3 separate regions of the Mus musculus genome follow, and all the other regions are linked to region 1. The links are chromatin contacts, called in public HiChIP or PLAC-seq and promoter capture Hi-C maps. All regions are on one chromosome and are shown on one strand. The core of a region is the stretch at or near the end of the contact, and the rest is flanking DNA. Distances in the headings are between cores, read along the strand shown. Region 1 holds the start of Tmem140 (transmembrane protein 140). Region 2 overlaps Cald1 (caldesmon 1). Region 3 overlaps Slc23a4 (solute carrier family 23 member 4).

Region 1 (4,560 bases), core at 1,376-3,875:
CCATCAGATCTTCCAGGAATTTACAGTAACTAGATTAACCAGCAAAGACTTTAAATGGTATAACTAGGCAGTGGGAGAGAGATGAGTAAGACCTATTGAGATGATCATATGGTTTTTGTCTTTAAGTCCAATTATATAGCTTATTACATTTACTGCTTTACATATTATTCTTTTTCCTTTCATTTCTGCTCTGATTTTTTTTTCCTATCTGCTGGATTTGAGTTTGGTTTGTTCCTGTTTTTCCCAATTCTTGAGATGCATTAAGCCATTGATTTGTGGTCTTTCTGATTTTTTAGTGTAGGTTCTTAGAGCTGTAAATTTTTTTCTCTCTTAGGATCACTCATAACGTGTCCCAGGGGTTCTGCATGGTACATTTCCATTTAACTCCAGGATTGAAATAAATAAAAATTCTTTCTGTATTTCTTCTTTGACTCATTCATCACTCAGATATATGCTGTTTTAATTGCCAAGGACTAAACTCCAAACTTTTTTTTTTAGGGGGGATGGGCAGGGCTCTTTATTGTTACACAAAAGGTACTTTTAGCTAGTCAATTTCCACATACCAAAACCTTATCTGATCTAGGAATTGTCTGAAGGAGCCATTACCTAAGCAACTCTCAGCCAAATGAGACTTCTCTGTTTTCCAGGCACGTCTGAATTATGGGAAGGCTCTGAGAGTCCTTTAGAAGAGCAACCCCATAAACCTCAGAGAACAACCACTATTTACAAAAGGCAACTTCAAAGCCTAGGCACCATCATTCTGGAATCCATTTCAAATACATCAGCCCTGCTAAGATTCTGCTCCATATTTCAGGGCCAGTGAGCAGCTGAGGATGTAAAGGAGCCCTGCTCCAGGCCTCATTATGTGAAGTGAATCGCCAGAACTCACGCAGAAAGAGAGAAACAACTGCAAGTTGTCCTCTGACAACCACAGTGTCTGTGTGGTGTGTGAGCACTCACACACATAACAAACATAGCAAAAACACACTCAAGTAAAGGTACTAAGTCCTCATAATAATGGCAAGGAGGCATGCCACCGTGACTCCCTCTCTCCCTTCACTCCCCCTCCAAGCTGCAGAGGCAAGGTGCTCCAATCACGTACAACTAGGAGGTTAGAGTCACCGGCTGGCTCCTCCGCCCAACCACAGTACAAAGACTCTTCCCAACCTTACAGGCTGGACATACTGGAACCAGTCACCTTTGCCCAGCTTCTTCATAAGGTAGAAGATGCGCGTGGGAGCGAATCATCAAGCTGAGAGATCAGACTACTGTCTAGAGTACCAGCAGTACTCTAAGAAGAGCCACGTCATTCAAAAGAGGCAACAGCGTCCCTAAGTGCAGCTCCACAGGAACAGCACAGATAGTGGGTCTCAGGAAGTCAGACATCAGAGCAAAGGGCTCGGAGACTCTCCCCGAGTAAATTTGTCTGGTAGGGTGTGAGGAAGTTCAGGGGCAAAAGTGGTGTCTCAAAGGGGGTGAGGGGGTGGGGTGGGAGTGGAGGACTTAGGCTTCCAGTTGAAAATGGCAAAATGGTTGATATTTCATTTTTTTTTTCTTTGCAAGACCTCATTAAAATGGCACTTTCTTTTAAAGGCAAAAGGCTGAAAGGACAACAGTGGGAAGGAGACCAGCTCTGAACTTCCTAGCAACGGGAAAGGCAGACAACATGGAACTCGGCCTCCAGGTTGCATGGGAAAATTAAGTTTAAAGAAAAACACTATACTCTATCCAACTTTGAACAAGTTTAAGAATAGAATAAAGATATCAGTTTGACAAATTAAAAAAAAAAACAAAAACAAAAACAAAAAACCTTTGGTGTCCCTCATTTCTCAGTAAATCACCTGGAATTTATTCTACCAAAAGTGAATACAGCAGAAAAGAGAAAAGCCTGGGACCCAGAAACAAGAAATCTAACCTAGCATGGCGGCAAAGGGAACCCCTGGGATGAACCAAGACCCAGTTAGGTACAGGGTGTCATGTAGAAAGTAGAGAAAGCCGCCAAGGGTTTAGCGCTATTGGGAGCTGTCTACTGTCTTTGCCAAGCTCACCCAGTTCTGAAGCTGCAGAGATCATGTGAGCCTGGGAGGCAAGAGTCCCCTCCCTGCGATCTCAAGACTAAAAGCTTTCTTTCTCTTTTACTTTGAAATGGGAACACAGTGTTTCTGTTGCTCTATAACTGTTAGATATAACTTTGCTAACGGCAAAGTTTCCAATCTAGAGACACAGTCAAGATCATCGGTTGAGTTTTGAAAGGAGAGTCCAAGGCATAGGTGCCTTCCAAAGGAATGAGAAGAGGGGACCCAGGTTCCAGGAGCTACACTGGCTGGAAGCTTGGCCATGTGAACTAAGGTCCCTCCCTAGAAAGATTCTGGGTCGTGTTTCTCTAAGAGTTGCAATGCCCTGGAGGTCTGGAAGCTGGTATCAACTTTCGCACAGTAAAATCGGGACCCTCACCTGGCTCAGGCAGGGTGCGCCAGTTGTGGGTCATGTGCTCCCATGAGCAACAAGTTGTTTACACTCTTCATTTCTGAAAAGTCATAAGACACAGGCAAGTTAAAAAACGAAAGTGAAATCAGCTGAGAGTGACATCAGTCAGCACAAATGTACCAAAGTTCAGAGCTGTTTACTTGAACGCGACTGCCTGCGAGTGCAGGCAGAGCCCAGGAGCTCTGAGCTGTCTGCTTGCAGCTTCTCTCCTCTGCCCTGGTTTCTGGAGCCTGACTTTAGAAAGCAGCCCAGGAGAAGATCGACTCCCCAGACAGACGCTGATTTCCTGTGTCACCTTTTGATGAGTGTTCCTGGGCTCCAGCGTTGGTTTTTGTAAGTACACCCCCACAACTCCACAAGGGATAAGAGGTGTTTAAGTTCCCAGACTCCACATTCTAGCAACAAACCAAGGGGGGACGCTTTGCTTGGTGTCGGTGGCCTCCTCTCTCCCCAGAGAGTGATATAACCTTTCACCTCTGTCCTGCCCCCATGCTCGTAAGCATCACTGTGTGCATCTCTGCCTCAAAAACTCTGTAAATGGTTAGAAACACACAGGTAGCTGCATGCAGCCTGGTGTTCAGGAAGCTTGTACCATTAATACCTGTGGCTTTGGGACACATTGTTCTCCAGAAGTAGGCAGGCAGACAAAAACATGTCACTACAGCCAAACTGATACCAAGATTTGAAAAACACAAAGAAAAGATCTGTGTTCTTGTCCAAAAGAGAATTATAGGACATAAAAGATTTTAAGACCTGATATCAGCCCCCAAAGGAAACTCATGGAGGGGGGATTGTCCCTTGAAACAGGTCTTTCTTTTTCTTTTTCTTTTATTTTCTTTCCTTTTCTTTTCTTTTCTTTTCTTTTCTTTCCTTTCTTATCTTTTCTGGCTGATTAATAACTCCCATTACACTTCTTTAATCTGTAAAATCAAGTTGTTGGATAGGAGAGAAAAGAAAAAAAAAAAAAAACGGGGGGGTGGGGGGAAATCTTTCAGAGACAGCTGAAGTGTGTTTTCAGTATTTCCTCCTCTCTGGGTCTTCCTAATCGCAGGTCTGAGAGTCAGCGCCTGGAGCAAGGCCTCACACATCCCGTTTTCTAAGCTGCTATTTTAGTCCCCACATTATCGAATTACTAAGGCTATGGTGGCTTGCTCTATAATCTCACTTTTCACCAACAGCACGTAATTCTGGGAACATTTTAATGTGGCCTTCACTGGGAAACACCACAGGACTGATTTTCTCCACCTCTCCTCTCTCCTGTGCACCTGTCTGGGGATGCCTTGACCACCCGTGGCCTCTCCTCTCCTGTGCATCTGTCTAGGGATGCCTTGACCACCCATGGCCTCCTCTCTCTCCTGTGCACCTGTCTAGGGATGCCTTGACCACCCCTGTGCTTTTGAATTGGCTCCTAAAAGCTGCTTCTCCATTCTAACACACAACTGACCTCCGTTATGCCTGACATTGTAGTACTCCATCCTTTCTATGATACTGCCTAGGGGTAAGGCGGTAAAAGTGGGTCATTTGGCCAAAAACACAAACCTTAGAGTCAGAGTCACCATGTTAGGAAGCCAGTCTTGGCATCTGGAGTGTCACTGAGGATGCTAGCTACAGTCTTTAGGGAGAAGAAGGTTACCCAGCGTACCTTGGAGGCACTGGAAAAACACAGATCTTTTTTTTCTTGCTAGGTTCATTCTTCTGTGAATTGTTTGTATTACCGAATCCCGTTTCACACAGCGCAGTGTTTTTCTTGATGTTTGCATGAACATTCCATACATTGTGTGTATTATCATCTCACATTTTTGGCAGATATTCTCCATGCTCATTGACTTTTAATTCTGTATTGTTTTTACTAGTGCACAGAAATTTCCATTTTTTTAAAAAAATAGCTAAATCTATAGTTTTCCTTGTAGTTTTGATGTGCTTTTAAGTTCAGAACGTACTTTCTTATTCATAAATCAGAGTTTATTTTTTTCTAGATCTTATTTTATATTGGTTCATTCTTGAATCCATGTGAAATTTATTTTGGCATATGGCATAATGTCCTAAAATAGTTCAGAGCTTTTTTTTTTTTTT
Region 2 (4,560 bases), core at 1,095-3,594, 120 kb before region 1:
ATTTGATGAAAGTTAAAATGGTTTGTTATCCATCTCTAACCATCTGGTTAGATAGGAACTTTGTTAGTCAGCGTTTCAAACAAGGTTCCAGCTGGTGTGGGGAAATCAGAGATGCTAGCATTGTCTTTAACGTAGACTACAGCTACTGCTATAGCAGATATAGTAAGGATCCTACAACCATGTCTGTCTTATTGGACACATTCTGTGTGGTGTTGAAGTGAGTATGCCCACGTATCATTGGAGTTGTGTTACCTTTCTGAGGCCAGTTTATCAGAGCATCAGTGGCCTCCAAAGAGAGCGCCCTCAACTTCGTAAACAGAACTTCTAAATTCTGAGAAGTTTTGAAGTCCTTGCACCACTGCTTATAGGGACATAAAGTTGGGAAAACATGTTTAATATTTTCAGCATGAGAAATACTAGATTGTAATATATTTGCATAATTACCATCTGGTGTATGTAGATATGAAATACTGTTTCCATTGACGCAGTTTGTTGATGTGTTAAAATATATCCATGAAGAAGTTTAATTAAAGGAACTGTTTGTGAAATAATACGTATAACATTACCCCATTTTATTAAAAATTAAAACATACTTAGGAACATACATCAAACTTGCGTCGTGTCAGAGTTAGTTGGAATAATTCTAAGCAGCTAATTTGCCTTTGTCTTTATGCATTAGGTAATTGTCTAGTTTTAAAACATATCAAGAGCCCATTACTTTCAGAATCAGGACAGCAAACCACCAAGACTTTTTAGTATGAAAAACAATTCCTAGCGGGGCATAGTGGCTCATACTTTTAATCCCAGCACTTAGGAGGCAGAGAGTTTGAGGCCAGCCTGGTCTTCAGAGTGAGTTCCAGGATAGCCAGAGCTACATAGTAAAACCCCGTTTCAAAAACAAAACAACACAAAAACAAAAACAAAACAAAACAAAACAAACCCAAACAAAGAAAAAAGAAAAAAGAAAGAACAGAAAAATTAATCCATGGTGGATGTACAAAGGGTTCACTGCTGTTTTTAGAAGCCAGGAGTCTCCAAGTTGAAAACTTTGTCATTCACATGGTTTAACTTATAAAGCCAACTGATATGTTCTCTTTTGGTTTTGTGTGTGTGTGTGTGTTTTTGTGTTTTTGTATGTATGTATGTATGTATGTATGTATGTATGTATGTGAGGTGTATATAGTGTGGTTCTGAGTGTGTGTTTGTGTGTATTATGTGTTGTGTGTGTGGTACAGTTCTGGTGTGTTCATGTGAGTATGTGTGTATATGGTATGTGTGTGGTTCTGCATGTGTTCATGTGTATACAGGAAGTGCACATGTACAAGGAGACCAAGGTTTTGATGGTCAGCATAGTCTCAATTACTCTCCACCTTGGAAACTGAGGCAGGGTCTCTCAGTTGAACTTGGAGTTCACTGATTCAGCTAGCCTAGTAAGCTTGGTCTGAGTGTTCCCATGTCTCTGCCTCCTGCACAGTGGGATTAAAGGCCCACCACATCCATGCAGCCTTTCCATGGTGCTGAGGACTGTAACACCAATGTTTACGCTTGTGTGGCAAATGATTTACCAAATGTACCTCAGTCTTACCGTACCTGATATGCTCTTCATCCAGAGTCTGTGCCATTAGGATTGGAAATAGCATGACACTAGGATGGTGCCTTTGTTGTTGTTTTAACTTAGTCAACAGCTTTAATTCCTTATTTTATTAGTAAGAGTAAAAGACCATTCCCGAGCAACCTCTAGCAACTCTATCCTAGAAGAGGGGTTCTGAGCAGCTAGTGGGTTGCCCTTAGATTTTAAGTTACAGGAAGCAAGAAGAATGAGAAGAGACATTAGAGAAGAGGTTGCTCAGGTTCCAGTGAGAAATCCAAGAGGAAGGAAGGCTGGCTGACGCAGCCATAGTAGCAAAGCTAGTTTATCTCCCAGCTAAATGCAGTCAGCAACCCATGAGACTCACAGAGGAAAAGGAAGATGATATATACCTCAAATATACTGGGAAACACTGGCTAAAATCTGACTGCTTTACAAGAGGGAGAGTTTTGCTTTTAGCATGAGGGTACCCCACACATACCTTTCATGTCTCTTGCTTGTTTCAGAAGAAGAAGGCTGCAAAACAGACGTGCTTTCATGGCCAATCTTGAGACAGAGAGACCAAATAAAGAAATTCCTGTTTGATTAGCTTGTGAAGCAGTTTTTAAGGACTTGTTCTCTCTGCTGTGGTTAGAGCGGTCTACTGAGAAGTAAGCCAAAGAAATATTAGTCCAAGAATCCAAAATTTGAAGCCAAACCACTGGGAAGGGCTCTTTCCTGCTGATGACACCATAATTGAATTAGGAGGGAACATTTGTATAGTGTCATGTTGTCATCTCACACTCAACACGTTTAGAATTGAACTCATCTTTCCTTACGAGGCTGCTCCTTAGCTGAACTTGTCTAACAATGATCAAGATGATGGTGCCCATTACTGTGTTCGAGTGTAACACAGCCAGAATTTCTATGTGATTGCCACAAACCTAGGGCCAAAGGAACTTATGACAGGATGATCAAAGGGCCAGATAGTCCTTCTGAGAACCAAGGTTTCTAGCTATTAATCTAGGCATACGTTAATTCTACCATGCTACTCTTCCTGTCATATTTATGGAAACTTTCCACTCAGTTTAGTAGAATGTGTAATAATATATAGATAGAACACACATGCACACATAGAGTGACACTTCATTTATATTGATATTTGACACACTAGCAGATTTTAGTAAGCATAAAGTCAGAATTTCTGAAGTAACAAAAAGCAAATGAACCAACCTTTAGAAAAATATTACTGAATAACTCAATAATATTCGATAGTACAATTCAATACAATAGTTCAATAGTATTCAATAGTATTATTGAAGAAAAAGCTGACACAGATAAAGGCACTGGATCTAAGCCTATGTAAGCCTAGCTTGTAAATCTAACAAGAACAAGCTACCATTACTCACATGTGATGAACTGGATGCCTACAGTTCTGGTATTTTGTTTTCTTTAATTTGAAAATTGTCTTGTAGTTGCATACATTTTAAAAGTTTGTGTCCACGTAGGCACATCTCTTGCTTTGGGTTGGGGAGATTGCTCAGTGGTTAAAGCCCTTACCATATAAGGAGGAGGACTGGGGTTCGAATCTTACATAAATGTAGGTGGGCATAGTGGCCCACTTGTAATTCCAGTCTGAAGCAAGATAGCTAGGTGGCTATATAAGGGAATTTCATGTTCAACTAAGAGATCCTGCTTCAATGAATCAGGGGGAAAACCTTCAAGGAAGACTCCCAACATCAGCCTCGGGGCCTCCATAGGCATGTGCACACATTCACATGCAAACACACATACACATGCAAGTGTACACACACACACACAGTGCAGCACAACACAGCACAGCACAGCACAGCACAGCACAGCATGAGTATCAAGATACTTATACGTGTTTTAGTGAGAAATATGGAACCTTTGATTTAGCTGACACTCTCTCACATTGCACATACATTGAAGCTACCTACCAGTGGTCAACTACACACACACACACACACACACACACACACACACACACACACACCACTATTATAAAGTAACTGAAGGGAAAAACAAAATCTGACCAAAGAAGACATCTATCTTATCTTCATTTATGTTGGATTCAAACCCCAGTCCTCCTTCTTATATAGTAGGGGCTTTAACCACTGAGCAATCTCCCCCACCCAAAGCAAGAGATGTCCCTAAATGAATACAAACTTTTAAATGTATGCAACTACAAGACAATTTTCAAATTAACTAAAACAAAATATTGTCTTCACTTTTATTGAACAACTTTGGCTTATTAGCACCAAAGTCTTGGTTTAGTAGAGTGACTTGATTCTCTCTGGTCTTTGTGTCAGAGCTGGCTCTAGTTCTCACAATGTATCAAATTCATTTTTATAGATATTTTGATTATTTTGGGTTCAATACTTGATGTTTCCCCATATAAATCTTGCATGTGATAATCAACTCAGTACAAAAATGCAAATATGCTAACCCAGTCTCCAAAGGCATACTGCTTTGGTGTAGATGCTCTGGTTTATTTGATCAATGTAAAATTTCCTCTGGGTCATTAGATGATGCTTTTCAAATAATAATTTAAAAAAATTGAAAACGAATTAGTTGGGTGTCCAAACTTGAGACAGTGAAGCATCCCTTTAGAAAGAACTCTGATCCATCAGTAGTCATCCCAGGCTGTTTGGCCAGGACACTGATAATGCCCCTTGTCGGCTGTCATGCTCAGGTGTCTGTCTTTATATTGTTGCAGAATTGCCTATCAGAGAAATGATGATGACGAAGAAGAGGCTGCCAGGGAACGGCGCCGCCGGGCCCGGCAGGAAAGGCTGCGGCAGAAGCAAGAGGAAGAATCCTTGGGACAGGTGACAGACCAGGTGGAGGCCCATGTCCAGAACAGGTACTGTCCTCCTCTCACGGAGGCATCTCTGGGTTGTATCTTCATCTGCCCCGTTGAATGGAGTTTGCTAGCAGATCATTGCATCCTCAGACCAACGCAACCATTA
Region 3 (4,560 bases), core at 949-3,448, 89 kb after region 1:
GTCTCCAGGGGCTCCAAATCCATGGAGCCAGGGAGCTCAAGAGGTTGCCAGTCTCTGGGAAAGGAGGAGCTGGGGTGGGGGAGCAGAGAAGAGGATTGGGGGCGGGGAGCAGGAACGAGAGGAAGAGAAGAAGAACAAGGACGTGGGACGAGGAAGGCCAGCAGCTGCAGTACAATGTCAGCATGCTTAACACTCCAGTGCTGAGGAGGCTGAGATAGAAGGTACAGACATTTGGGGCTAGCCTAGGCTACATGATGAAATTCTTTATCAAAACGATGGAGGGGAATAATGTCAAAGTATCTATGTATGAAATTGCATTAAAATATATATGTTTTTTAAAACTACCATACTAACCATTTAGAAATGGTCATAATGGTAATTTTCATGTTTTAAAAAAAATTTTACTACAGTAAAAATAAGACCAAGAGAAACCTTCACTCCTTCACTCCTTCACCGGAGGGCTTTAAAGCAAGGTGGTGACTCCCAGTCTCAAAGCTTCCCCAGGATGGCCATTTCATCACAACTCCTCAGCAGACCTCCTCAGCAAGCAACTGTTACAGCGTGTGTGAACTCTGATTTCTCCTTTGCCTGTGTGGAGGTCATGTAACATCCAAACCTATCCCACACATCATTTCCTATTTCTAGACAGAATTTTTTTTTTTAATTTGGGGGGTGGCAGGGTGGGGATTGAGAATGGGTTTCTCTGTGTAGCCCTGGCTGTCCTGGAACTCGCTCTGTAGACCAGGCTGGCCTTACACTCAGAGATCTACCTCCTTCTGCCTCTCAAGTGCTGGGATTCAAGGAATGCAGGTCTATCCAGAATGTTAAAGGGAGACTAAAATCTTACAAGATTCCCTTAGTTCACTTCAATAGAGGGCTGATTACTGCCATGAAACCTGTCTGTAATACACACACGGGCACATAGATACCCAGAAAGCCATACAGACTCACAGAGACTCTCTCTTTTCTTGTTTCTCCCTTCCCCTCTCTCCTTCTCTGTCTGTCCAATTTCTTAAAGGATACCAGCATGCAGTCCCACCTGTGTGATATGGAAGAGGCTAGCGTTCTGGTGTGTAACAGTGTAAATACACTAAACTAAGCTTCCAGATAGTTAGGTTGGTGAGTTTCCATTTTGTGTTTTTCCCCACAGTGAGAAAATATTTTTCAAGGTATGTTAGTGTTAGCTAAAGTCCACTAATGCAGTAACCAGTGAACAGATTACAAATGCTCTTATTCTTCACTTTCCAGACTAAGAATCATCAGAAATGCTTTGTTTAATGCCTTTGCAGCTGACTGTGTGACTGCAGGTAAAACAGGTGGGTCTGTTAGGTCCAGCCTGTTGTGCCAAAGGTCTCACAAGGAGTGGCATGCCCAAGCCCATCACCGCAAGAGCTTGTCATGGAGACTGGGTCTCCGTTGGCCTCAGAACTGACGTCTTGGCAGACAGCTGTGACTTCCTAGAGAAGTGAGAGGAGCGTTGTGGCTTTCAGCCTGATCTCCCACTACACACCCCAACAGATACACAGAGAGATCCGCATGCACATACACTCACATGTACACAAACACACAGATACACACAGTCACATGCACACACATAGTTATACATACTCTCAAACAACACATACACGTGCATACACAGTCACTCGCACATGCACACACACACAGAGTCACATGTACACACATACTCACACAACATATACACATGAACACAGTCACTTGCACATGCACATGCTCACACATACACACATTCACACACATGCGCAGAGTCACATGCACACACATTCACACACACATTTACTACATACACACAGATACACACACATGCATGTGTACACACACTCATGCACACACAAACATACACACACACACACACACACACACACACACACACTAACCCATTGTTGCAATGCCTAAAAAGGCCACAGCAGGGAGTGTGAGCCATAAAAGCAAGTGGTCTTAGCACCTGTGCTCTATCAGTTGATCTAACCTCTTATTGATTCAGTTTGCCCTGCTCCTGTGGGCCTTTATTTCCTGCTTTTTCACTTCTCTTAAAAGGCCCCAGCTTAGAAACTATGCCCACCAAAATTTGTTTTGTTGATGGAATGTAATTTTCTGTTCTTCACAGGACGTGTACCCTTTAACAGGAAGGAAACGGTTGCTGCTTCAAGCTTATACAGCCAGCTGCTACATTTGTGGTGCACTCACAGCCTGGATGAAGGGCTCTGCAAGCCTTGGGAAAGCATCAAACCCTCTAGGCTTGTCGAGAACGGCAGTGGAGGTAGTTGGGGATTTGGTTGTGGATTTCAGCTCCAGCAGTAGCACGGGTCACTTGGGGTTCGGGAGCAGAAGGCACAATTCCTCCAGGATGCACACTGGAGCCATGGAGGGAGGGAGCCACAAGACACTGCAAGTTGGGATAATGAAACACCATCCTTCCTGGACTCTCTAGGAGGAAGTGGTGGGGCTGTGGAGGTGTGGAATAGATGTTACACAGAGACTAGTCAGAATTGGGCTCTAGAAACCGGGCAGTCAAGTTATGGGTGGAGTGGAGATGTGTAAGATCCTGCTAAGAGAGAATGTGAGGTCCTACTGGACAGGGACAGTCAGTCTGAGTCATCAGGAAGGGAGCCAAGAGGGACAGGCAGGGAGGCCTGTAGAGAAAGAAGAACCTAGAGGAATGTCTCAGAACGTCAAAGATGACATGAGTGGCGGAATGGGTTCCCTCAGACACAGACTGCAGAAGAATGGGTGTGTTTCAGAGGTCTCTGGCTGTCAGGGCCCTGGGGACCTGAGGTGGATCTGGCTAGGGACAGTTGAATAGTCAGGGCCGGGCTAAAGGCAATGTCTGTCCCACCACAACCAAAGAAGGCCACATATTGACATCAGGGTCATGACCCCTGCAGAGATAGCCCATTCTGAGCCCCTAGGCTAGTCATCCTCAGCCTCCATATTGCTTCGTCCCTCATTGCCACGTCATAACTGTAGTTTTGCTACTGTTATGGATTGTAATGTAAATATATGATATACAGGGTATCTGATGTGTGACCCCAAAGGGAAGCCATCATGTGTTGGTGGCACCTGTGGCTTTGCTGAGTCCCTGTAGGAAGGCCATATGTATTCGTGTATAGCCTTGCCATGCTTGGCAAGGGGACTTTGCAGAGGTGCCTGAGCTGGGACTGGTGAGCTAGGGATGGTCTCCTGGCTCACACTGGTAGTTCAGCATAACTCTGTGTGTTTTTTTGTGAGTAGGCAGTGTTTCACATCTGTGACAGGGGAACGAGGAAGAAGGAGCCACAGTCTAGGGACAGGACAGCCTGTAGAAGAGGCCTGCCTTAAGGAGTGTTTCTATGTCCATACCTCTGCTTTAGCCCCCATACAGTCCCCACCTCATTTCTGACTGCTAGATCAGCAGGGTGATATTGATCTAAACCCAGTCTTTGTGAGTTGTCACAGCTACAACAGGAAACTAGTTTGCAGGAACCCAGCCCCGCCCCAGGAACCCCATCAGTGGTCTTACCCTGGTGATGCCCAGCGCCCCGACGTTCTCACTGTAGGACGTGGTACCATTCCCAGTTCCCCAGGCCCCTGCCAGCAGGCAGCCAAGGCCCTCAATGCCAATGCCACGGTTGATGGCATGTTTTGGAGGGGGTGGGGCACCAACCAGCCGAGCACAGGCGTGATAATCGCCCACCGACTCCACCATGGAGGAGATCACTCCAGCAATGATTCCAAAGACTCCAGCCAGGCTGATGGTGGGGAGGCCCCACTGCCCTGCCAAGGGGACATAAGGGGACCCTGTCATTTCTTTGTCAGAAGGGTCTCTAGAAGCTTAACAAGGCTGGGAAGTTCTCAGCTGTCCAGAAGCTTTGGCAGCTTCTGCCCTGCCTTTCCACTCAGAGGGTAGAAATGGCGCCTCCTTCAAAGGGCACCTTGGAGTTGTTGGAAGGTAAAGTCTCGACTAGAAAGACATATCATGAACCAGGCTGGCCCAACCTTCAGCCCTGGTTACTTTCCTATACTTCAAGGTGAGACCAGAAGTAGACTAAAGGAAGCTCTGATCTCCCCCCAAAATATTCTAATTCAGCCCTAAGCCTACCAGAACCTATCATGAGACCCAAATATCTGCCTGGAGGTCAAGACGACCTCTCTTGCATCTTCCCTCACATACCCCAAGGCCAAGGGGTCCAAGACCAGGGGGTTCTGGGTAACATGGAGGCAGGTACAGGCCTTTTGCTAGTTCTGGGAAAACTCTCGGAATAATGGCATTTGGTCTACTGTTCCCAAGGGCTTTTTAGAACAACCACGGCTTAGTGGGTAATGAACATAATCCCAGCTTCTCAAGAGGATGGGGCAGGAGGACCACAAGTTAAAGGCTGGCCTGGGCTGTGGAGTGAACTCAAGGTCAGCTTGAGCAATTTAGCAGTACTTTGACTCAATATAAAAAGCAAAAAAGATAGCTGAGGCTTTATCTCAGAGATGTAGCAAACGTGGAACAAACATGGAACCTGGGCTCGTTTCCCAATAGCACATGCACACCTTAGAGCAGCCTGGGGCCTCACT

The links. Promoter capture Hi-C pulls out the DNA fragments that hold promoters and counts their contacts. HiChIP or PLAC-seq counts read pairs in DNA pulled down with a chosen protein or histone mark.
Region 2: a promoter capture Hi-C map of liver shows a contact between it and region 1. The contact joins the enhancer-like site here to the promoter of Tmem140 in region 1. A contact is called at or near these places in 1 of 39 promoter capture datasets (liver), 4 of 115 datasets of contacts at active chromatin or transcription factors (bone marrow-derived macrophages, embryonic stem cells, extraembryonic endoderm stem cells and 1 more) and 3 of 9 other capture datasets (adipose tissue, liver and pancreatic islet).
Region 3: an H3K27ac HiChIP or PLAC-seq map of double positive thymocytes shows a contact between it and region 1, with 8 read pairs. The contact joins the enhancer-like site here to the promoter of Tmem140 in region 1. A contact is called at or near these places in 2 of 39 promoter capture datasets (macrophages and pre-B cells), 1 of 484 Hi-C or Micro-C datasets (nephron progenitors), 5 of 115 datasets of contacts at active chromatin or transcription factors (double positive thymocytes, embryonic stem cells, memory CD8 T cells and 1 more) and 3 of 9 other capture datasets (adipose tissue, liver and pancreatic islet).

The regions. Positions count from the first base shown.
Region 1 is chr6:34,860,521-34,865,080 of GRCm38.p6, forward strand. Tmem140 (transmembrane protein 140) reads left to right here and starts at 2,626. Exons shown (of 2, transcript NM_197986.3): 1 at 2,626-2,820. It also overlaps a transcript of Agbl3 not described here.
Region 2 is chr6:34,737,482-34,742,041 of GRCm38.p6, forward strand. Cald1 (caldesmon 1) reads left to right here. Exons shown (of 14, transcript NM_001347100.1): 4 at 4,308-4,454. Among named protein-coding and RNA genes, the nearest start is that of Gm38787, 7.0 kb to the left of the region's middle. Within about 2 kb of position 2,345, at least 6 of the 459 cell types and tissues checked have an H3K27ac peak or open chromatin away from gene starts, as enhancers often do. A contact at or near this core is called in liver, where this site is marked.
Region 3 is chr6:34,950,248-34,954,807 of GRCm38.p6, forward strand. Slc23a4 (solute carrier family 23 member 4) reads right to left here. Exons shown (of 8, transcript NM_001025573.2): 7 at 3,518-3,771. Among named protein-coding and RNA genes, the nearest start is that of Slc23a4, 25 kb to the right of the region's middle. Within about 2 kb of position 2,199, at least 53 of the 459 cell types and tissues checked have an H3K27ac peak or open chromatin away from gene starts, as enhancers often do. A contact at or near this core is called in double positive thymocytes and memory CD8 T cells, where this site is marked.